Regions from separate parts of the Mus musculus genome. Here region 2 is linked to region 1. Evidence: chromatin contacts called from public Hi-C data. All regions are on one chromosome and are shown on one strand. Each heading gives the region's core, a stretch centred on a gene start, on an enhancer-like site or on the middle of the called end of the contact. The rest is flanking DNA. Distances are from core to core; before and after follow the strand shown. Region 1 has its middle 14 kb from the start of Ttc30a2. Region 2 overlaps Pde11a (phosphodiesterase 11A).

Region 1 (5,919 bases), core at 1,526-4,025:
GGTCCTTGGCTGGTCACCTGATTTACTGATATAATATGCAGGAAAGAGTGTCTGTCCTTAGGCTTTATCGACTGCTACTGCCACCTTGTCCCCTACACACACACACACACACACACACACACACCCCAAAGCAAAAATCCTTCTATGAAATCTAAAATTCCAGTTGCTGATCTCCTGGCTGATGTCATTGCCAAAGCACCACCATGAGGCCTGTGACAGTCACAGTGGGAACCTGCCTCTCCCTGGGGTTTCCATCTGTTGCCATCAGAGAGAGCCCCTTTGGGGAGCTTCCATAAATGCCTAGCGCCCTCTTGCACCCCATGGGGTGCAGAGTCTTTTATATTAGTCTTCTTTAGGATTAGCTGTCGTTAAGATTGAACATACTTAATTTTCTACAGAGTAAAAAGGCTTGGAGAAGTACAGAGCTGCAGCTGAGTTTTTAATCCATGTCTACATCATTGTGTTATGTTCTAAAGTACTATGCAAATATTACCAAATGAAAATTCAATCCGTGGAATCCATGTCTTTGCAAGAAGAGCTTATAACTTATGTACTGGGCTCATTATTATAAAATTTACGTTTAAAGCAAATATTTCTGAGCTCTTATGACCATAAAATATTTTTGCTTTGTTTTGTTCTCTTAATTTTTACAAGGGAACCCCAAGGACTCACTGAGAGTCCACAGAAACGACACAATGGGTGAAGCAGGGAGCACACATCACGATGAGAGGTTTCCACACCAGCCTTCTGTGGGGCAGCTTTAAACACATACTCAGCTGTTAATAGCTGGGGTTTCACAGTGGTAACCTGCTGCAGGTCAGAACTAACTGAAAACTGAGTGTATGCACCCAGCAGGAGAAGAACAATGGTCACCTTTATTACTGGAGAAATGAAGTTTGTGTTAGTTTCCCAGGAATGTTGAACATGAAAAAAGACTTCATAAACACAGCTTTTCTCTCATCACCACATCTCCCACAGGTATGGCTGCCATCAGGGCACCTCTACCCTGCTCCTCAAGGGATAATGAATTAAACATTTGGATTGATTTTGTTTTTTTGTTTTTTTTTTTAAGCTTTCATTTTCACGTGTCAATTCCTCAGAGAAAGCAGACTCTAAGGGTGAAATTGGAAAACAAAAACAAAACAAAACAACAAAAACAAAAACTCTCACTTCAAGTTCCAGAGAAAGACGGGAATACAGAGGACTTTTTATTCATCCAATGTGCCTTGACTTCAATGCGGTTTCCCAGAGCTGAGTCTAAACTGAGACATAGTGCCCAGGGAGAGTTTTCCTGAGCACATGGGTGTAAAGAAAATATGAAGATTAAAGCAAAGGGATGTGGGGATAGAATGAAGAGTGACTTGTAGAAAAGAGAGAAGAACACCAGAAATTGCAGGTACACAAACAAGAGACAGCTGCCCCTTTAAGGGTGTGGGCCGTGAGATGGCTCAGTGGGGCAAAAGCACCCTGACAGCCTGAGTTCAACACACAGGGCCCACAGTGGAAGTAGTAAGCTGACTCTGGAAAGCTGTATACACAGTCGCACACACATGCACATAGATGTGCTCGCACACGCCCCATCATCATCATCAACAACAACAACACTAAGAATAAAAGAAAGGATGTAATAATGACTGTTGTAGCCATAAACACAAGCGTGAGGTCTCTTGCCTCAGCTCTATCTAAAGTGTGATACACACAGTAACACCGAGGGAATCTCATTGGTGGCTTTGTGGAAGAGAATTCGTAAGTCGTAACACATGCTGCCCTTGGCTTTGACAAGAGCACCTCAGAGATGCCTGAGTGGTTAGAGTTTAGGAATCCTTGGTTTAGGTGAACAGAACACAGAATTTCTTGCAAGTGTCAAGGACTTCTGTCTCCAGAGAAATAACTCCACACTTTGCCAGCCAGCAACCGCCGAATGTCCTTGAGTGTCCCCCACCAGATTTATGAGAGAATGGTTTGAAACCTTCTAGACTTCTATTTCTCGTCTACAAACTTGAAAGTTGGTGGGGGGTGGGAGGGGAAATGTTCACATTTTGTTACGATTCTAGTCTTTGCTGATCTGATGTGAGTGGTTTGTTTTTTGGTTTAGTTTGGTTTGATTTGGTTTGAGGGTTGGGAGTCCTCTTTACCCAGCTCACCAAATCGAACTATTTGATGGATTACAAGTTCCACCAGTAGAGGGGGCCTCAAGGCTTCAAAACTCATGGGAAAGGCTTGAAAGAACCTTTGCTAGAGGGAACAGAATCATCTGCTTGTTTGGCAGATGCCCTAGCCGTCCTCTCTCTGAGTAGCTTTGAAATGAATGCAGTAGCAAGCTGCAGAGTCAGTCTGACAGAGGGCGGGGTAGTCACAAGTGAGTGTGAAATTCAGCATTCAGCTTTCTCAGTGCTCTGGTTGGCTATGGTAAATGTCTGGATAAAACAGCAAAAGTCCGATGCGCAACACTTTTTTTTTTAAATCTATGTGGCAGCTGTGGGCTGACTAGGCAGCACCCATCTGCATGCATCCTGTGCTCGAATTTGGAAAGCTGGATCTTAAAGAGCATGGGTTCCAGCTCCCACCTTCCACAAATGAACGGGAAATCTGAAAACTCTGTCATGTTACTAACATGAAGATGGGAATGTGCTTGTCTGGGTGGAAATGGCACTGGCAGCCTGGTTACTATGCCCTGGGAGCCGCGCACAACTTTCGAGAGGTCATCTCCATGCCACGGGTCCCCTTTCCCAGAAATAAAAGCAGAGCAAAAGATTAGCTCTCGCTGCCCAGTGTGTGGCGCTCGTCACATGAAAACGGTGGTGATTTCACCGGCTCCTTGCGGTCAGTCCTAGGGCCTCTTGCTTTATTCTGCCTTCACTTTATGAGTTCGGAACAGATTACAGCTCAGCAGTAGCAAAACATAAATGTATCGCTCCATCATGAACACTGCGATGACAAGGACAATCTAGGCGGAGTCAGAGACTGTGAAAATGAACACATGTGAGTTTGTCTTCTCTTTCTTTTCTTTTCTTTTCTTTTCTCTTTCTTTCTTTCTCTTTTTTCTTTAAGAGTTTATTTTGGCTCCTGGTTGGAGGTTACATTTTATCATGACAGAGAACTCACAGCAGCAGGAACTTGAGGGAGCTGATTACGTCATGCACCCTGTAGGGCTGGTGAGGTCGCTCAGCAAGGGAACGGCTGTCCATGCAAGCCTAGAGACCTGCGTTCAAGGCCCATACCCAAAGTAGGAGAGCACTAACTTCCAAAAGTTATCTTCCTCACTCCCACCCACCATGTAAGCACACAAAGTAACAGTGGCCAGTAAACATAATTCAAGAGAATAGGAAGAAGGAAGCTGGGTTAAGCTCACATCCACAGCCGAAGATTTTAAGAGGCTGAATGGGCACCCATCCCTGCCAGGGCCCCACCCCAGGCGCACGCTGAAGCCAGGCAACAAAACTGCCCGAGCTCCAGGATATTGAATTTGGGCTCGGGGAAACCCAGACATCATGTAATCGCAGTTTGAAATTACAGCATCTAATAAAAGCCCACAAACTTGCCATTTAAAAAAAAAAAATCACTTATAAAGCTCTGTATTTGGTAGAAGGTAGGAGATGGAAAAGCAATGGAATGCAGGAGAAATGTCTGCACAAGGTCAAGTGTCCCCAGGGCGAGCACAGACAATGGCTGAACTGTCCTCTAAGGGAATGACCCTCTGAAGGGAAGGGAAGGAGAGCGGCCAGGAAGAGAGCCTTATTCGGAGTACCCTAGCAAGGACCACCCACCCGTTTCTTCTGTCCACATGCTTGCTCTGTGATGAAGCCAGTGAGCTTCTCCTCCTTGCCAAGGGAATTGACGTCGATGGACCCTCGCAGTTTGAGGGAGGTACTGAGCACATTGTGGCTGTGCACCTTGTGGTTGTGGGGCCCAGTATGATCACACAAGGCCACACATGCTTGGCTTAATCCTCTCCTAGCAACGCTGTTAAATCCCTAATAATTTATGAACAGGCAGCTCTGCCCTTATATTTTGTGTGGAGTTTCAACAGTTACGCAGTTAGACATTTCTGTACGTCTGTTTGCCTTCCCTACAGAGCCTGTTGGCCCATGCTAATCCTTTCAACAGGCCTGGCCATGGCTGACTGAGCTGTTTCCCCCCTGTGAGCTTGTGCAGGTCTGGGTCCTTTGACCTCTTTTAAACTTCAGGTCAGAGTCCATGTCTTATGGATACTCCAGCATGTCTTTTGCCCTTTCCCTAAAAATCCAGGACCCTGGGTTCTTTCTATTCCCAGTATTTTAAGAACTAGTTAATTTTAGAAATAACACAAAGAGCAATTGAATTCTTACAAAAAGATTGCCTGGAACAAAGCTTAGCATAATCTCATATTGTTTGGGCTCACACTTGCCCCATGAAGCATTAGATGTGGCCAACAAAGTGATCTTCAGTGTCTTTACTTCATTTTGTACAAACTTCTCTGGACCCTTCATACTTGATCTTCTGTAAATCAGAGTCTGCTGTAGATTTCAAAAGTCGTTCACTTTTTTCTTTAAAACGGTATGAGAGAGAAGTCGGGAAGGGGGAGAGAAGAAGAAGAAACAGAGAGAGTGATGTGCCACACTGCTTGTGTCAGAGACCCAGGTGTCATTCTTGCCCCCTACCTTGTTTTGATCTCTTGTTATCCGTGAGTGCATAGGAGAGCTGGCTGGCTGGAGATTCCCCTGCCTCCATCTCCCATCTCCAAACAGGAGTGTGAGATACTCCAAGTGCATCCAGTTTAATGTGGGTTCTGGGACCCACACTCAGGTTTTCAGGCTTACCCAGGAAACTCTTTATCCACTAAGCCATCTCCCCGAAAGAGGTTCCTTTGAAAAGACAATATGCAATTTAACTGTAACAAGCCATTTCTCCAGGCCTATGAACCACAACAAGAATGGGCAACTTGGCAGACATGTTGCCTCACACAAGAGGAAGGACAGAACACCCCTTTCTCTCCTAAAGCTACCTCCCAAGACAGAGCAGAGAAGAAACCAACTACAAGAAGACGGGACTAATTGTTTCAAGTAGGAGCAGGGAGGGGAGTGACAGAAGATAAAGAGGGAAAGGAGAAAGGGTTCGTGTGAACTTGGGAAATACTTCTCAATAACAAAGGTACATCATTGCTGGACATCACTGTAGTCAGTGAATGGGGAGGCGGGCACAGGAGGAGAGCGGAGAGTACGTTGCACCTTCTTACTTGGTAGAAATATTGGCAAGTGGATCCAACCATAAGATTTCAGGCCCTCCATGCTTTAATGTTTTTTGAAGTTTGATGGCTGTCACTAACCAGTTTGTCAACGTCCCCGGTGACTTCTGCAGAGTAAACGACTGGAGATTTGGTGGAGCGGAGTTTTCTGGCAGAATGTGGTGTGCACCTGAGGGTTGTCGAACTAATTATAACCTAAGTGGGGTATGGACATTCACAAGGAGTCTTCTTCCTGTGAAAATATCTGTACCTTTAAGTGTATCTCTCTTGGGCTTTGGGGAAAAGCCTAAATTACTTAGTGTTTTGACTTTACCTCTGCTGTGTAATCCTTCCTGAAGACAAAGATCCTCTGGGTGGACACTGTATTGCTTCTATGCACTGTCAGAGGAGTTCTATGAAAAGATCTCTCTCTTTCTTTTTTTAGTAGATAATTATTTTGATGTATACGGATGTTTTGACCGCATTTATATCTGTACCCCACATGTATGAAGTTCAGTCAAAGGCCACAAAAGGGCGTCAGATCTCCCGGAAGTGGATTACAGATGGTTACTAGCTACCATGCGGATGCTAGGAACAGAGCTGGAAGAGCAGCCAGTGTTCCTAACCACTAAGCCATCTCTCCAGCTTCTAAACGGGCACTCTTCAGACCTACATCCATGCTCTGAAACACCTCAGCATGGCTAAACGTCACCCGG
Region 2 (5,919 bases), core at 2,265-4,764, 110 kb before region 1:
CAGAAATATTGCTCAGAGAAAGGGAATAGATTTGCTCTAGACACTGCATTGTGGGCGTCAGGGGTAGAGGAAGTCTTCTAACAAGTCTTTAGGGAGGCAGGCATCTGGCAACAGTGGTGGGGTCACAGTGCACCCATGGGCATAAAAGGTGTTGAGGTGTTATCAGTGAACATTTTTGTGGTACCAAGTCTTAATACTTCTTAAGAAGCGGGGGAAAAGTTGAGCTTGCTGGCTATGCCCCCTCATAATTGGGGGCATCATTGTACCAGAGATTTTAAGGATGCCATTACTTTTGTGTTTGCTCAGCAACTTGGAGCACATCCCTGTTAGAAAAAGTCTGGGTTTTGTTTTTGCGTTCATGCTCCTGCAAAAATAGAAGAGTTCACTGTTGTTCTCTGGGGGAGAAGGGCGGGAGATCGCACACTGCAGGGAGGAGGCTTGGAAAGATGTCAGTGGATATTATTTTAGTCTCCGGCACATGGGGCTACACAGCTGCATCTGGAAGAGTCGTTACTTTCTGCTCATGACATTTTGCCAAACTTACTGAAGGTTCCTGGTGGGCTGGAGTGCCAACTTGTTTAAGTCTTACAGGGGTGTCTTCTCCAGCTCCATCTGGGAAAGTCTACTTAAGCGGGTTTTTGTTTGTTGTTTTAATCAACACAATAATTCTGGAGCTGGCTAAGAATGCCTGATGCATGTAGATGTTATTCACTTAATTCAGCCATCAAATCTAGTTTCTAACATGATCTCAGCCTGTGGTAAAGGACACCCACGTTATATCCATGTGTGGGCACCAGAACTATATGCATCCCTGAAGACCACTGGGGTCTTTCACTATTTTGAGACTCTGTCTTCGTTCTAGGGTCCACATATTCTAATTCTAACGAGTTAAAACCCAAACCAAACTTTTCTATTAATCTGGTTTCTTTTCTTTTCTTTTCTTTTCTTTTCTTTTCTTTTTTGTCTGTTTTTTGCAGACAGTCTCATGTAGTCCAGGCTGCCCTTCAATGACCTTAAACTAGCTATGTAGATGACATTGCCCTTGAACTTCTTTTTAAAAACATAATGTTTTGATCTCTTTAATAATTTCTATCATACATACAATGTATTTTGATTTCATTCACTTCCTACCAAATATACTTGCCACATACTCTGCCTCCTGACTTGGCATTATTTTTTTGAGAATTTTATACATGAATACTGTATTTAATACTTTCCACCCCACCTTGTTCATCCCCCTTTCCTTGCCCCCTACTCCCTCTCAGATTCATGACCTCATCTTCTTTAATCGCATAATTGTAATTATATCATTAGTTCTGGTTATATACACAGCTTTCTGAGTCTGTTTGATGTTGCTAGCATGTACATATGTTTAGGGCTGACCATTTGGGATTGGATAACACATCAGAGAGCCCGTCCCTGGAGAAGACTGAGACTTCGTCTCTCAGAAGCCATTCATTGCCTCTAGATCTTCATCTGGAAGTGGGGCCTTGTGACATTTCCCTCCTCTATATTGGTATGTTAACAGGTGTGTTATACAGATCTTGGTTAGGCAGCCATGCTGTTGAGACTTCCTGGGTGCAGTTTCCCTGTCCTATGTAGAAGACACAATCTCAGAGCAGATATCTTGACGCTCTGGCTCTTGCAATTTTTCTGCTCCATCCCTGAAGATGTCCCCTGAGCCTTGGGTAAAGGAGTGAGTTGTGTTGTGCATGATTCAGCTGAGGCTGAGCATTCCACGGTCTGCTGTTTTCAGCGTTTTGACCAGTTGTAGCTTCTTGGTCTGCAAGAAGCTGCAAAAGGAAGCTTCTTTGAGGAGGAGTGAGAACTACACCTGCAGGTATAAGGATACATATTTAGAATACAGTTAGACATCTACTGTACCCTTGGGGGAAATAGCCATGCTAGGTTCTCCTCTAGGGTCCTTGATCTTGCAAGTCATAGGTAGTTGGCTAGGTTTACAACACTAAGCATGAGTTCCTCCTCTTAAGCAGGATACAAATCCAAGTAGACAGCTGTTGTCACCTCCGAGATATCAGTGTCACTATTGCAACTTTCCTTGAACCTTTGATGAGTGCTGGTCGTTGTATGGTTGGGAAGCTCAGCAGGTGGGTGGGGCTATTCATTGTTTTTCTGCTTTGTCAACTTGCATAGTCATTTCAGGTACTAGGAAAGCTAGTTTTCAGGGCTGAGGCTTCCAGGTCAGTTCTAGCTTTATTCCTGCAACGACTATATCTGACGTATGTAGCATCTCTAGGAACAGGCCTTGCCTGCAAGTTCTGAGAGGCAACCACTAGCTACAGCAATAAGCTGTGTTATTTTGGAAGTTTCTTCCAACTCTCTTGACCAACAAATCTAGAGAAAGTTTTCCCTGCCTGTCTAGCATTGGGTGTTTTGTTAGATAGTCTAAAGCTCCTGAGAGAATAGTATCACTCCCAAGTGTCACTTCATTTAAACTGTATAGATACATATACACACACACACACATGTTGCATATTTGTGTGTTTTAAGAAACATAAAAATGTTTCCCTACAATTTTTTTCAAACACCCTTAATGCTATGTATCCCTCCTCCCTCCCTCTCCCTCTGTGCGTCTCTCCCTCCCCTCTTCCCAGTTAAACCCCCCATCTCCTCGTTTCTATGTACACAGCATCTGTGTTCCACAGCATCCGCTCTCCAGACCTCCACCCCTCCCCACAACCCCAGTTTCCCTTCCTCAATTCTGTGGTCACATTAGGTTGAACTTTTGATCATCTTGCCTCTGCTTCTCAAGTTACCACCAGCCAACAGGAAGAAAGGCAGGGAGGGAGGGAGCAAAGGAGGGAGGGAAGGAGAGAGGAAGGGAGGGAGGGACAGAAAAAGAGAAGGAAGAAAGGAGGGAGGGAAGGAAGGAAGGAAAGAAGGAAGGAAATTTTTGACTGAAAGGACGCCCGATGTGTGCTGGAATTTCCTCTAGATGGCGCTCCAAGGCAAAGTTTCCCAACCAATCCGGAGGCGGGGTGTTGGGGGGGGGGGGGGAGGAAGCAGTGAGCGGTCAAACCTTGACCAACCTTCCTTGAAAGTGCTTCTTTTCTTCTGGCGCGACAGATTCAGGCCAGTGCAAAAATAAATGTTTTCTTTAAAATATTCACCAACAAAGCCGGTCTGTCGGAACAGAGCCCCTTCTATGAAGATGGGCCTGTTTTATGACTGTGCGTTAGCAAGAAGAATCCTGCCTCCTCCACGTGACTTGAAATTTGATCGCGCATTTTCCTAACCCCATTGTCTAGGAGAAGGGGGAAGTTGCGCAGCTGGGCACTGCTGAACGGGTTTGGAACCACAAACTTCTGGACACTCACATGCATATTTGCACCAACTTCCTAGCTTTTATCTCTAAAATTATTTCACACAGAGAAAATAAGATTATTCACTCAAAATGGTTTGCAACAGCATCCAGCCTCATGTTTAGGAAACCAAATAACTTTAGCTCCTTAGAAATCAAAGGAAACAAAGGGGAAGTTTATAGCACGAGCAGTTTTATTCAGACGTGGGTGGATATTTCATTCACCCAGAAACCCATTGATCGATTATTGATTTGTTCCATGCACCTCGCTGGAAATTTTTTTAAAATTGCGGAATCAAAGCTTCAAGGTTACCTTTTATTTGAAGGAAATACCTATATAGTTAATTTTTTTTCCTGAGCTTTGCCTTCCTCTAATAAATATACTAGATAATGCTTTCATCAACCATGGCTAGACAGAGACTAAAAACCTATATACCAATGGTATCTATACAAATTCTCATTGTTTATGTAAGGAGAAAGGAATGCTAGCCCGTTGTGCACATGTGTAATGAAAGATTATGACCAGGGCTCCTGTACTGACAGGGTAAACCAGATATAGGAATGGATTTTTTTTTTTTTTGCTTGTATTCTGTAGACTAAAAGGCGTGCCTTGATGTCTAAGTTACAGACATACTTTTTGTTTGCATTATAAATGGTGTGTACTCTGACAGATTTTCCAAGGGGAACAGAAAGGGTCCTTAAGAGTCAGGATTCTTTAGTGTCTTATAAATAGACTCTTTATCACCTAGGGCATTGCCCTGCTTCCCGTAGGGCTCAATAAAGATTAATTGAATGAGTGAATTTATCTTAGGGAAATATTATTTGAAGAACTATGTTGCTCAGCGTCCGGGATTTTGGTTTTTGGTTTTTTTTTTTTTAAGCACTATAATGACGAACAACTTTCATTGCTCAAAATCTCGCTCTTATCGCATCACGCTAAGGTTCAGCTAGGGTTCATATAGGATATTATGATCTTGCAGAATTCGCTGGCTGTGAAAAGGGAAGAGCACGTGATCACATTAAAATTTATGGTGGTGCTGGCGGCATGGCGCTGGTGGGGACCGGCAGTTAAACACTAATAATAACCAAGTGTCACGGCACACACATTGACACCTCCTGACATTTACTGGGGATCCTAAATCTTCAGTGTGGAGGTAGTGTTCTTCAGTCCACCTTTGTGTTGTCAACAAGGTTATTTGGGGAGATAGCCACGCCATTTTATCAATAATTCAAGCTGGAGAACAGAAGGGACACTTAGGGGGGAAATCTGTCCCAGCCTCAAGCTGGAGCATCTCACGCGGTCTAGTGACTGACGTTCTCAGATAAGTCCTGATCCTTGAGGTCAAAAAATTTCCCCCAAAAGGAATCTCTCTGGAATACAATTAGAGCTCTTTGTTTGCCCCCTTGGGAAGGACAGAGGCAGCCAGTTGTTAAATAAAACATTTCAGTAGCCAGAACCCGCATCAGGAGACAGAATCAAATTCCTTGTGTCATTGGCAGGTTACAATAAGTTCTGTGACTGGCTGCACTGAAGTAAATGGTAATCATGTCTGAGGTCTCCAAAAAGCATCCTCCCTCGCACCACCTCGCCAGTGTACGTAATCACACTTCCCTTAACAAAACTGCTGTGTTCTGTAGCTTTGCTATAGTAGTAAAATCAAATTTGCACGTTGGAAAAAAAACATTTAAATCTTCACGTAGATGTAACAGAAACATGTGGCAAATTTTGTATTTAGGGAAGGAGTGGTGTTTAATGTTTCTGCAGAACATCAGCTGTGGACCTCATAAATTATCAGTGGAATGGACCAGTTGGAGACAGTGGTTCAGGCAAGTTTAAGGTTCCTGCCCTTCAGTTGTGTGAAATGGCTTTTATTTTTACTCTTTCCACCTGCATCGCAGAGCCTCCATCAGGCACTCCGTGCTTCTAACTGGCTTTCTCTTTATTCACATCTATTTTACAAAAGAAAAAAAGGCAAGGCCACACATAATTAAGAACCTGGTGCGCTAATAACCAAACATACAACGGGGCAGAAGGATCGTCCAATCCATTTCCTCTCACAGGAGAGTAACCTCCATAACTCACTTTAAGCATCACCGTTCGTGAGTTATGGGTCATTCCTCTCCTAGCGAAAATAAATTCTCCCGCACCATGAGCCTGCACTGGGTATTTTTCTTAGGACATGTAAATTGTAAAAGTGTACGGACATAATCGTGTCTGACATTACCAAGAAACTGTAAGCCCTGCTCCTGGGCACAGGCTTATAAGGAAATGCATGCAGTTTGGGGTCTGGGGTTGTCTAGTTACAAATTGGGATTCTTAAGGTTTTGGTTTTGGTTTTCAGAGTGAGTTTATTCTTGAGGTTTTTATGGTGTTGGTAAACTGCTTAATCTGTCGCTTTGTGTTTTATGATGCCAGCCCAATCCTTCAGGTCAGAGAGACCCAGCAGCCATCCATCACGGCTTCCATTTTCTGCACTGTTTAGCTTGCTAGTGCCACTTTCTTGGGACTGAAACCTGGCACCTAAGGGTGTTAAGTGAGGGGCTTTAAAAAGTTTTAAATTTTCACAGGTCTCATATTTAATCCTGGTTCACTGGTG

The links. A called contact is a pair of places that touch in the nucleus more often than the background predicts.
Region 2: a contact with region 1 is called in a Hi-C map of the N1E-115 cell line, with 5 times the contacts expected there. The contact joins two enhancer-like sites. A contact is called at or near these places in 16 of 39 promoter capture datasets (the 3T3-L1 cell line, 3T3-L1-derived adipocytes, the HPC-7 cell line and 9 more), 25 of 484 Hi-C or Micro-C datasets (the 3T3-L1 cell line, 3T3-L1-derived adipocytes, the HL-1 cell line and 15 more), 18 of 115 datasets of contacts at active chromatin or transcription factors (bone marrow-derived macrophages, craniofacial prominence, embryonic basal ganglia and 9 more) and 1 of 9 other capture datasets (embryonic stem cells).

The regions. Positions count from the first base shown.
Region 1 is chr2:75,961,512-75,967,430 of GRCm38.p6, reverse strand. No RefSeq gene overlaps it. Among named protein-coding and RNA genes, the nearest start is that of Ttc30a2, 14 kb to the left of the region's middle. Within about 2 kb of position 2,775, at least 130 of the 459 cell types and tissues checked have an H3K27ac peak or open chromatin away from gene starts, as enhancers often do. A contact at or near this core is called in the N1E-115 cell line, bone marrow-derived macrophages, cerebellum and 5 more, where this site is marked.
Region 2 is chr2:76,067,861-76,073,779 of GRCm38.p6, reverse strand. The region is part of intron 12 of Pde11a (phosphodiesterase 11A); the gene reads left to right. Among named protein-coding and RNA genes, the nearest start is that of Gm52518, 34 kb to the right of the region's middle. Within about 2 kb of position 3,514, at least 252 of the 459 cell types and tissues checked have an H3K27ac peak or open chromatin away from gene starts, as enhancers often do. A contact at or near this core is called in the N1E-115 cell line, bone marrow-derived macrophages, cerebellum and 5 more, where this site is marked.